Regions from separate parts of the Rattus norvegicus genome. Here regions 1 and 2 are each linked to region 3. Evidence: chromatin contacts called from public Hi-C data. All regions are on one chromosome and are shown on one strand. The core of a region is the stretch at or near the end of the contact, and the rest is flanking DNA. Distances in the headings are between cores, read along the strand shown.

What was found. Hi-C and Micro-C count contacts between places; a contact is called where the count stands out from the background.
Region 1: a contact with region 3 is called in a Hi-C map of kidney, with 5 times the contacts expected there. The contact joins the promoter of Ift27 here to the promoter of Eif3d in region 3. A contact is called at or near these places in 5 of 12 Hi-C or Micro-C datasets (Schwann cells, frontal cortex, hepatocytes and 2 more) and 1 of 1 datasets of contacts at active chromatin or transcription factors (oligodendrocytes).
Region 2: a Hi-C map of frontal cortex shows a contact between it and region 3, with 2.1 times the contacts expected there. The contact joins the promoter of Cacng2 here to the promoter of Eif3d in region 3. A contact is called at or near these places in 4 of 12 Hi-C or Micro-C datasets (Schwann cells, frontal cortex, liver and 1 more).

The regions. Positions count from the first base shown.
Region 1 is chr7:111,632,405-111,636,376 of GRCr8, forward strand. Ift27 (intraflagellar transport 27) reads right to left here and starts at 2,532. Exons shown (of 7, transcript NM_001130495.1): 1 at 2,197-2,532. The coding sequence starts at 2,230.
Region 2 is chr7:111,575,316-111,579,205 of GRCr8, forward strand. Cacng2 (calcium voltage-gated channel auxiliary subunit gamma 2) reads right to left here and starts at 2,442. Exons shown (of 4, transcript NM_053351.2): 1 at 2,202-2,442. The coding sequence starts at 2,412. LOC102554213 (a long non-coding RNA gene) reads left to right here and starts at 3,801. Exons shown (of 4, transcript XR_593641.4): 1 at 3,801-3,890.
Region 3 is chr7:111,430,632-111,434,547 of GRCr8, forward strand. Eif3d (eukaryotic translation initiation factor 3, subunit D) reads right to left here and starts at 2,109. Exons shown (of 15, transcript NM_001004283.1): 1 at 2,031-2,109. LOC102553765 (a long non-coding RNA gene) reads left to right here and starts at 2,220. Exons shown (of 4, transcript XR_593640.4): 1 at 2,220-2,297.

The DNA of each region.
Region 1 (3,972 bases), core at 1,282-3,781, 200 kb after region 3:
TGCACGGTGCTGTTGGTTAAATAAATAAAACAAAGATGCCTGTTAACTGTGCTCCCTCTCTCTCCATCTCAAAAGAAGCGGCAGCTGTGCCTGAGACACTCCTCAAAGTTTGACACACGAAGGACCCACGATTCACACTTGCACATCTGGGTTCTTCCTGGTGAGGGCGTAGGGCCGACTGCAGCTTGCATGGTGACTCAACATAGTAGATTCTCAATAAACATCTGCTGAGTGACTATCCTTGTGGACGGGAGCCACGTGAGAGAACACGTGGGTCTATGAGGGATGAGAAGAAAAAGCTGGGGGAAGGGTTGTGTGCATGTGTGCTAGGGAGGCATGGAGATTAAGAATCTGAAATGTGGTTCTGACCAGGTCTCTTGGTCCCTGGAGGCCTTAACCAGAAGCTGTAGACTGAGGACCAGACTGGGGTGGAAGCCAGGAGCCCCTAATGGCTCTGGTTGAGACTGGAATCATGTGACAGGCTCAGTGCCAGGAGGACTGGAACCAAGCAGATCGCCTGGGTCTGGACCCAGGGTCTGAATCACACAGCCCTGCTGTGTGGTGGAGGGTAAGTGTCTTCACTGCTCTGGGGCTTCCTTGCCTCACCTTACATGAGGACTGGCTGGTGGCTGTGAGGGTGTGATGTGACACCAGCACACAGCAAGTCTGAGGAGAGTGGATCACCACAGGACCTCCTCGAGAGCTAACCAGCTAAGGAGGAGCAAGCCGAGAACAGCAGGCAGAACCGCCTACTTAAGACGAAATTTAATTTAAAAAAAAAGAATGTCCTCAACTTACCCATGCAGAAGCTGAACACTGTCCAAAGCCACAGAGCTGGGCAAGGACTGGCTGCTTTTGTTACACCACACTGCCTCCCCTGGCGCGCTGAGAACTACAGACTCTCCACAGAGCCAGGCTTCCTTCTACTGCACTAGGGCCTGAGCAACAACTCTCACTCCTCTCTCTGGGTGATGCTTTTGGTTTCAAATGAGAAAAGTCATTTATGGGTATGGTTTCCCTACCCCCATTCTTACTCTATAGGATAAAGATCAAAAGACACCACTGTTGCTAATCTTTTGATTACAATGAGGAGTCACCACAGAAGTGAGGACAAGCCTTTAGGCATGCCAGTGAGAAATGATCTAGCTTAGGTTAAGGTGGGAAGGCCCGCCCCCGAGGGCGAGTGACACTATTCTTTGGGCTGGAGCTCCTGACTGAATAGAAGGGAGAAAGAGAGCTAAGGGCCAGGGCTCACGCTTCATGTGGCCAGCCTGCCTCTCATTTTCGTCACCATGCCTTCCCCACCATGATAGACAGTCCTCTAGACCTGTGACCACAATAAACTATTTCCTGTCCAGTATGTTGTCCCAACAAGAAAAAAAAAAAAAAGCAGCCAACACTTCTGACCCACAGGCAGAGCTCTGGAGTCAGGAGACCTGGGAATGCGGTGGACAGCCTTCACTGGGGGTTTGTTTACCCATGGCAACATCACTCAGTGACCCAGTCACATCAGGACCACACAGAACCTACCCGGGTGTGCTGTGGCAAGGGGGTTAAATGAAATACTCCCAACTGACACTGGCATGTATGTCGACTCAGTAGACACATGTGCTCTGCTGTTAACCAGACTACAAGCTAAGCATATAGTCTTCCCAATGTTCAGACTGACTCAAGACAAGCCCACGGGTGTGAGCACCACGAACTCACTTACTCTGCATTTATCCATATACTACTCAACCATGCTCTGCACGTTGTGCTGATTATTTCTATGTCAGACAACAACAATAAGCTTCTTACTTTCGGGGGAAACTCCAAGTTCATGCTCTCAACTGTGCCACCCGGTAATCCACCTCACCCCATCTTCCTGATATTAGAGGGAGTGGGACCAGCATCGCTGACCCCTGACTCTGGGATATAGTCCATGCTTGTGCTGAAATATTCGCTCAAGTTTTTAAGTATGTCTGGTGAAGGTGGTCTCAAAATATGGGAGGGAGACCGGGACGCGGCTGCATCTACAAATGTGTCCTAGGGGAGGGGGAGTGTAGTGCCGTTCCCCCCCACTCCGCCCCCGCCCACCTTCTAGAATTTGCTCTGTTGGTCACCACAGCCATTCTTAAGGGAGACAGACAGTGGACGCGATCGTGAACCAAAACTGCCTGAGTTAGGACCACGCGTTCAAGCACATTTACTACTCACCTGCCAGGATGCATTTGGCCGCTAGCTTCACCATAGTAACCAGGTACTAGCAGAGACGTGTGGAGGGGTGGGGGCTGAAAGGGGGTTAGGATTCGGGGCAGCTGACCCCAGAGCCTGAGGCCGTGATGAAGGGATGGATGGTGGCCCGGGTGCTAGGGTTGGGTGGACAGAGGGCCTCAGGCCCCAGGCAGCCTGCAAAGGTGCCGATGGGGCGGAGCAGAACCCGTCCCAAGCCCAGCCTTGGACCCGGCAGAAGAGTTGGGACACAACCACTAGTCCACTGGTCCCAGGAGTCGCGCCAAACAGGCTCCTGGCAACTATCATCAACCCGCCTCCTCCCTCCATATTGTTCTCTGATTGGTTGCTATCAAACGCTCGAAGACTCCAGAGACCCAATAGAAGAAGGAGGCGGGGAAAAACCGTCTCCCTCCGCTGGACAAAGCGGAGAGGTTTCTGCTCTTTAACTGCTCTCAGCTTAGCCACTGGCTTTAGATGATGTCAATCATTTCTGAGCTCCTCCTAGTGTCTTTGGAGAGGCAACCCAACCAGGATGCAGCTGAAGGCGGGGATTAAGGAGACTTTTTGATTGGCCAGAGCACGGCTTGAACCATCGCGAAAAGTTCGGGATTTGTGGCACTTTACCCCCTCTTCCTGTGAATGGGTTCGTCCACTTGGGGCGGGGCGATGCCGCTGTAAAGGCGCCTGCGCAGTAAAGGAAGCTGCAGTCGCGGGTCTTCGGTGTTGTTAGTCCCATTCCCGGACCCCAGATGCAACGAAACATTCACAGACCTAACCTTTGCTTCTTGTCCAGAACCAAAATGCCATCTTTAAAGCCCAAGCATGTTATGAGCCTTAAAAACTGAAATATTGGGGAAGGAAGAATGTGCAACATTGAGCAATGAGGAGATTAACAATGTAGATGAAACAGGAAGGCTCTGCTCGCTTGCACAGCGAACAACTGCGGACGGGACCCTTGCTGTGCACCGTTCGGAAGCAGGACAGGAGGCGGGATATTCACAAAGAAAGTAGAGACCTTAGCCCATATGGAAACTCGTACAATATATTCATATGTAAATACATACCACTTTATGTCATTATGTATCAGCTAAACTAAACTAAAATATAAAAATCTAAAATAGGCCTAATTTGATGTAATACCTTAATGGACGGGAGGACACGCCTACTTTGTTGAGCGGATTTGTGCTTTCCTCTCAGTCCACTCCCTCTGTTATGGACGAAGGGATGCCATCCTGGTGTCGCTCCAGGTAAATGCCACCTGACTTTCCTGGGAGCCTCTCTTGCTTTGTCACTAATCAGGATATGGCTGGGCAAGGCACATGACCTCTAGACCTCTGAAATAGATAGAAACCAACTCATGGGTAAAGAAAGTAGGCAAGTGTCCTCGCGTTGGGGGCTGGTTGCTGTGACAAAACTCCTGAGAGAAACTATTTAAAAGAGAAAAGGCTTGTGTACTGGCTGGTTTTGTGTGTTAACTTGACACAAGCTGGAGTTATCACAGAGAAAGGAGCCTCCCTTGAGGAAATGCCTCCATGAGACCCAGCTGTAAAGCATTTTCTCAATTAGTGATCAAGTGGGGAGGACCCAGCCCATTGTGGGTGGTGCCATCCCTGGGCTGGTGGTCCTGGTTTCTATAAGAAAGCAAGCTGAGCAAGCCAGGGGAAGCAAGCCAGTAAGAAACATCCCTCCGTGGCCTCTGCATCAGCTCCTGCTTCCTGACCTGCTTGAGTTCCAGTCCTGACTTCCTTTGGTGATGAA
Region 2 (3,890 bases), core at 1,192-3,691, 150 kb after region 3:
CCCACAGCTCCTGTGAGCATCACACATCCCTAGGAGGTGGGGGGGGGCTGTTGCAATTCTAACACTTTATAGTCGATCGAGGCGGAAGAGAGTACGGCTCGGAGAGAAAGTTAGAGGAGGTGAGTAGCTGCGGACTTGGAACAGATGGGCGTCTAATGAAAATACTTAAGCCCTTTTGATGCACAAGTGACCCAGAGCCGTCGCAAGTCTGCGTGTCTGCTGCGAACCACAAGATGTTTAGAAAATCACAACACTAAGGGATCCGTAAAATAAATAAAAAAAAAGCCCACAAAACCCTGATTTTCAAAAGCACATTTATACCAGGTCACCAATATCCGATTACATTTGCCCTAAAATAAAGACACAGATTTTCTCTAATTTTTCTTGGCTGAAGATCTCTTATCCCTCTAACCAAAATCCAAGGGATGTAAGCAGCTGCCAGGATCATGTCCCCAAAGCAACCCTCATTCCCTCTGCTTTCTTCCTCTTTCGGCATCAAAGCCTGCCATAAATGTTTAATTACATGGAAGCTGCCTCCCCACTGCAAATGACTGGCGCTACGAAAGGCTTTTCATTTTTTTTTTAAAAAGAGAGGCGGAATGCGTGTGTGTAAAACGGTCCCTATTAATTTCCTGATATTGACTCTCTGGCTGGGGAGGAGCACGGAGTGTTCAGCAGAGAGCACCTCTGCAGAATGTTAAAGGCAGCGCTTGGACTGAGAAAGGGTATCAAATGCAGTATGCGTCAAACAGACCATTGCTCAATGAAGTCACTTAGCTATTCAAAACATGTTCAGCCATCACTCAACCGTTTGCACCAAGCACACCGGGAGGGGGCATTCGATGTAAGCTCTTTTCCCAGACTAGTGTTTGGCTTAGTATAGGCTAGACCCCCCTCCTCGCCAGGACCACGTCAGTTTTGCCCTCTCCCCCATCTGCTGGCCCCAACTCCCTGCAGCACCATCCCACGTTGAGCTTAACAAACAGTTCTGCAGTGCTCGCTTCCCGACGCCACCTCAACGGGCCTCCAGGCTTGGTTCACATCAGTGGAACACATACAAGCCTCTTTCCATACAGGGGCATATGTGTCTCTCTGCCTGTCTTCCTATAGGTGGCTTTTGCACACAGACAGATATAGCTATGCAAATTCACTCCTTCCCATTAAAGTCTGTGGGTAAATGCAGCTTGTATGACCTACAGAGTTCCCCCCTCTTGTGTTTATTAACGTGTCCCAAAAGCACATGCCTTCCTCATGTCCTCATCTCCTGGCCTTTACGTTGTGGGAGCCCCTCGGCCCATAGCACATGCAGTACACTTGCCCCAGTGACTCTGCAAGATCAAGACCAACAGCTGACACCCCCACCCATGCTTTCCCATTCCCCCTCAACCTCTCCATGCCCTCGCCTCCTGCCTGCACAGTGCTGACTCGACTTGCTTCTGGATGACAGACATGTCACTCTGCGTGGAAGCAAATCCGCGCTCAGCCTAACCCGCAAGTGACCGCTGTTTATTAGAACTTGGGCTTGTTTCCTGTGAGAGACACATGCATTTTAGACTTCGTAAACCTTAAAACACACACCACACACACACACATACACAGCCAGCCACCTCAAATGATCCGCGGGGCTCGTAGACATTACGAAATGCTCTTGAACTCGACATGAGCTCCTGGAATAATTAGAATCTACCAAATAAGGATTCTTAGAAACAACAGATTTTTTTTTTTAAGGGAGACTTGCAGATGGTGCTGGGCCTGTAACTTTTGAGGAGTGAGGAGAAGAGGAAGAACATTTTTTCTGAATCCTTCATTGCAAAAGGCTGAGCAGCACGCAGAGAAGCAATCATTTTCCCTCCTCATAGGTGGCCAAGCTAGACCCAAAGGCAAACCCTAAGGACTCCAAAGCATCCAGAGAACATCTGACTCTATGGACAATTTCCTGTTTTCACCGTACCATAGATCATTCCAGCGAGGAGGTTTGGGAAGACGGGGATGGCAGCCAAAGAGTAGAGAGTGTGGGTTTTGCCTATTGATTTTCTTTCCTCTGAAACTAACCCAGCCAACCTTGATCTGCAGCAGCGGCGGCGGAGGGAGTGAAGTGGGAAAATGGTGGAATGTGGAGGGGACTTATTTGGAGGCGGGAGGGGGGTGGAGGGGAGGGGAGGGGCGGCGTGGGAAGGGGGAGGAGGTAGGAAATCAAATACCTTCGAGGCAGCAGGTTCTCCATAATCCGGAATGGGTCATAACTTCCTCGTTCTTTTTGCTGGTTTCATTCTCACTGACACTTTTGGTCTTGCAAACCCCTCTGGAGTACAGCCAATAGTCGGTTCCCACAGCGATGGTCATCAAGCTGAAGGCAGCGAAAGCACCAACGGTGGTTAAAAGCATTTGAACACCTCGATCAAACAGCCCCATAATTCTTCATTATATAAACACCCAACCGACTTCTGGTTCTCAGGAGCGTGTGTGTGAGGGTGCGAATGGTAATTCCACTACTAATATAATGGATATATGTGTGAATAGAGAATATGGAGAGATATAAAAAAAGGGAGATAAGAAAGCTCACGGAAAAGTGTGTAAATTATAAAGATCACACGGGAAGAGAGGCTTGCCTTTTGAGATCAAAAAACTGTTCCAGTTGCAGCGATTTTTTTTAAAAAAGGGAAAATAAATAAAAAGACACCCCCCACCCCCCCCAAGTGAGATGCCTTAATCTCTTTTCCTAAAATTCTGGTCTCCAGTTTCCATATGTGATCGCTAATTTGGAGATGGCTTCCACAGCGCGCCAGGGTACAGCCGAATTCTCAACACCATCTCTCATGGTCCGGACCTAGACAGTTAGAGACTGGAAGAGCTGGGAAGCAACCTTCGGTCTTCGTTCGCGGCTCTGCGGCCTGCGCCATGAAAATCCGTGGCTTCGCCAGTTCTCTTCCTTGGGGAGGGAGGGGGTCCTCGGGGTGCCTCCGTTTCAGAGGAGACTGCCCAGTCTTCTGCAAGCCCTCGAGCTCAGCTGCACCGGTGAGGGGGTCTCGCCTCCCATGGTTGTGCCCCGGCGGCGGCGGCGGCAGCGGCGGCGGCGGCGGCGGCGGCAGCAGGGTTGGCGGGCGCGGTGGCGGCAGGACGAGCAGCCGCGGTTATTGTTGTTGGCGGCGGGGGTAGTGTCGGCGAAGTGGGGGAGGGAGGGGGTTTCTCCCGGAGAATCGAGGCGGGGTTCCCTCCCCCGATCCGCAAAGCTCCTTGGAAGCCAGCGAGCGAGAGAGCGATGGGGCGCGCTAGCCGGCGTCTTGCAGCAGGCAGGCCCGCCCGCCTCCCCCGCTCGCGGCCGCGCAGCCCCGGGCCAGGCGCTCCCAGCTACAGCATCGCCGTGGTGCTGAAACGGACAGCTCACCCCGGCCTGGCTCTTCCACTTACTGCATCGCCGTGGTGCTGAACTGGACAGCTCCCCGAGACAGGGCGCTCTCACCTACAGCATCGCCGCGGTGCTGGACTGGACAGCTCTCGGAGCAGGAGCGCCCACCTACTGCGTCGCCGTGGTGCTGAACTGGACAGCTCCCCCACTCTGTGCGCTCCCAGCGCTCTGTAGCCCGCCAGGAGTGGGGCCGGGCTACGGGGCCTCTGTTGTCCGCGGACGGGCCAGGCCGGGCTGCCTGGCCTCCCCGACTCCTGTTCCACAGTTCCGGAATGAGCGCTGTCCAGGGCCTCCTGGAGCTGGGAGGAAGGCGTAGCTGGCGATCTCTCTCTCTCTCTCTCTCTCTCTCTCTCTCTCTCTCTCTCTCTCTCTCTCTCCACTTCCCTCCCCCCTTGGTGTTTCTTCCAGATCAGCCTCCTTTTCATTCCAACTCTACGTGCCCAGAGCTTCAAATACAGCCCTCCCATCACAGTCAGACTCTCAC
Region 3 (3,916 bases), core at 859-3,358:
CTAAGAACACTTAAAACTCATAACACTGCCAACAGTAGCAACATTTTCCTATGTCTCACTAATCTAGGACAGGTTCTTTTTTGGGGAACATCTTTGAAATGAAGCTGTGTGTGTACCTTATGCTTGATGGGTGTCACGTCTTTTCTTTCTCAGTATAACATATGAGAAAGGTGTCCCCAATTATCAAAGATGGTAAAACTGATGAGTTCCCCCAGAAACACCTTCACCAAAGCATCCAACAGCAAACTTCTCTAAGCTCAGTCTCTAAAACAGTCTATATCAGAGAGCCATCATCAATTTTGACAGTTGTCATCCGGCACAACTACCACTCAGCTATACAAAGGCACCAGCACGGGGTGCTTTAAAGATCCTCGGGCTGCTGAGAAGGTGCCGCAGGTCAAGGTGGAACCGAAGTGGAAGGCGAGAACTGACTCCCAAATGTGGCCTCTGACCTCCAGCTGAATGCCATGGCACGCACACGCTGGCATTCACACCACCAACCTCCCCACACGTGCATACTCGGCAACAAAGAAATCCTAAAAAACAAAGGACTAAAAACAAACAAACAAAACCACCCCCTGAACCTTTGGCTAGACCCGGTCCTTCCAATCTTCCATCAGCACAAATCCTGTACAGTGCATGCGACCAGGCAAAAGCACCATTGGTGACCAAGGTCAGGCTGGGTCAGTGAGAAGGCTCAGTGGGTAAAGGCTGCAAAAGTGGCTGTGTCAAAAGCCCATAAGCAGTAGCACCAGGACACTGTTCTGACTGCATACAGCACACGAACTTATTAACCCCTTCAGACAGTCCTGTGGGGTAAGTCCTGTTCCCATTTTCTGGGTGAAAACTTAAAGGTACAGTGAAATAAAAGTCACAGTGCTAGATGATTAGAAATTTGAACACTGGTAGTGTATCTTTGGCCCTGAAGTCCATATATAGTATAGTGTCCAACACTACGCTCATTTTAGAAAAGTAAAAGCTAACAGCTGTGTAATCCAGGGGTTTGCTGGACACTTCCCATCAAAAACCAAACCAAGGGGGGTGGGGGGCACAAAGAAACCCTCTGGCACTGTCCAGAGAAAAAGTCATCACACTACTTCTTGAAGGCTGGAGAGCAACTGCAGAACACCAGTAGAGAACTTAGTAACCTCTCCTCCTTCTCTAAATATTTAGGTGACAGGGACAAGGAATAAACCTGGGAGCTTCACTCTCCAAATATGAGCTTATGCTAGGCTGTAGGAAGAACACGGGGGTGGGGTGGCTGCCTTCAAACAGCTGACAGGAAGTAAGAGGCCCCAGGATATCGGGGTACTATACCGGACACTACCACCACTGCTCCCTCACACCCCATCTTTGAGACACAAAGTTAGCTCTGCTAACGAAAAGTTTCCAAGGTGGCCTACTTAAGTCCTTCTTCTGGCTATCCTGTAGTTAGCTGGCAGTCTGACCATCTGGGACTTTAAGCCATACTCAACAGGTTGCCTCAAAAGCAATTGTAAACTTGAGGTGTCACAAGTTCAAGATGGCTCAAGGCTTGACATGCATCATCTCCCCGGATGGGCAGGGTTTGGTCCTTTGGCGTCTGCACAAATGAACCAGAAAGAAACTGGTAGGGAAAAACTAAAACGACGCGACAGCTGTATTGGCCACAATGTGGTGTGGATCACTGTGGACACTACAGATGGAGCCATCAACTCCTGGGCTCTGTTTCGGACCAGAGCTGGAACCTACTCTTCTTAGTCGTCCATTTCGGAGCATAGAAAGAATCTGTTCGAACCCCTAGAGGAGGCTACTTCGCCCCCCAATCCACCTCAGCAAAGCGTCGGGAGAGGGATCCACACACAATGTCCGGTGTCTTGCACTCTGTGTCGTGCCTGGGACCACCTGAGGCCGAATCCCGCCCCGCCCAGCGGAGGGGCACCGACGACAGGAGAGGACGTAAAGGAAGGCTCTTCCGGGAGCCCCCGAAGTCATGCCTAGCCCAGGCTGGCTCGCGAGGTCTGCAGGGTCCTACCAAACAAGCCGCTCACCTGCAACGGCCTCCGCGGGCCCGGATGGCGACAGATAGCCCGGGTAAGAAACTGCGATAGCCTCGATACTCGCAGGGACCAAGACAGGAGGGAAGATGCGCGCGCAGGCCGGTGCCGTAAAACGCGACCAGCGCTGTCGTAAATGGCCCATCACGTCCTTCTAGTCAGCGGAAAAACGTCAAGCCGTAAAGCGAGACCCAACCGGAAGTCCGTCACAGCTCTTGGCTAAAAGTCCTACCTCGCCTCTGAGGTGCCAGACACAGTGAGGTGATTACGTCAGCGGCATCTGGGGACGCCCTGAGCGGTTCAGAACTGAAACGTGGTCACGCTCGGTTCGAGAGAAGCTGGGGCGGGGAGCCAGAGCTACCCGCGCGGTGTCCCACAATGCTTCGCGTCCGCCTCTGCCTCCCACAATTCCCCGACGTTCTCGCTTGCTCCAGTCTGGTTGTTGGTCTGGCTCAGCCTTACCTGGAGGGTGGCCCGGCGCGTTACTTGTGCTTGTTACCTGTGGCACGTACGCAGGGTGGCAAATGACCTGTGTAGTCCGGGTTGCTAGAGCTTCGGTGTTCCACAGATCTCAAGAGTCTTTCAACGGAGATTTCTGATTTTTTTTTTTAAAGCAGATTTAGAGTGTCTCGCTCTAAATTGATATTCAAGTCAGGGCTATCCAAGCTGCAGGCTAGGAGTCTGCGTGTTAATTGATTATCACGATTCACACGGTGCAGTTCAGTGCGACCTCTTGACTTCTAACACCCCCTGCAGCCAAAGAGTGCTAGGCAATTATGAAACCTGTAAAGAAACTCAGGATGGACTTTTATTTAAAGTTGGTTCCTTCTATCTGGCTGTCTAGGTCTCCTTGATAGTTTCCCAGCAGATCTTTTTTAGAAAATACATCTTAGACACATGTGGTGTCCAGGTTTAGGCAAGACTAGTTTTATGGCCTTCAGATCCCGCGGCCCCCCCCCCCGCCCCGCCCCCAGCCAATGCAAGCTGGAAATGCTAGATGCTAGATAATAAGGGGTAAAATAAATGGCTGTCAAAGGACATTCCACTTTCTAGTGCTGAAAATGGCAATGTGGATGGGGTTACCCATTTCATTAAATTACCAATGAGCTTGCCTTCCAGTTTTCCCAAGTTTTGTTCCCTGGTGAGTCCTGCTGGGTCCTCATCATTAACTTCCTTTCCCCACCACATTCTAGTCTGTATTGTAATTTCAGCCATATCTGAGTGCTGTCTTCCTCATAGGACCATCTCCTCTTGTTGTTCAATCATTCATACTCCCAGTGGGTCGCTCCTCAGCATGATCAAAGCTCTTCCCACACTTCCTAGGGAAGCTCAACGTGGAGCTGGACTAGCTTCCCATGGCCCAACATCCCTGCCTGTTTTGACCAGCTCCCTGCTATTCTGCACAACCTCTGCTCTGGCCACCATGACCTGCTCTCATTCCTCTCTCAGCAGGTCCTACACTTGCTGTTCTTTCTGCTCCGAGGGTGTACTGTCACTGCCTTGGTCCTGTCATGTATATGTCTTTAAGAGTTGGCGTCTAGACAGGTCTGGCAGCATGTTCTGGGATTCCCCCTACTCTGAAACTGAGGGGAGCATGACATCAGACAGGAGCTGGCAAAGTCGGAGGTTGTGAGAAAAGGCACTTGCTTTGAACACTGAGCCATCCTGCTGGCTCTAGATCAGTTGTTAAAAAGTTGAAGCAAGTTCTCACTGGGTCACCTGATCCTAAGCTCCCAACAGCTGAAAACGGGAGGGCAGCCTGGGCAGCCCTGAAGCTAGCTTGGGCTCTATAGCAAGGCCCCAGATGAACAGAAAGTCGAAATGCCCTAAAATATGAAGAGGCGCGTATCTTTGCTGAACTGTTCCCATCATGTCTTTCC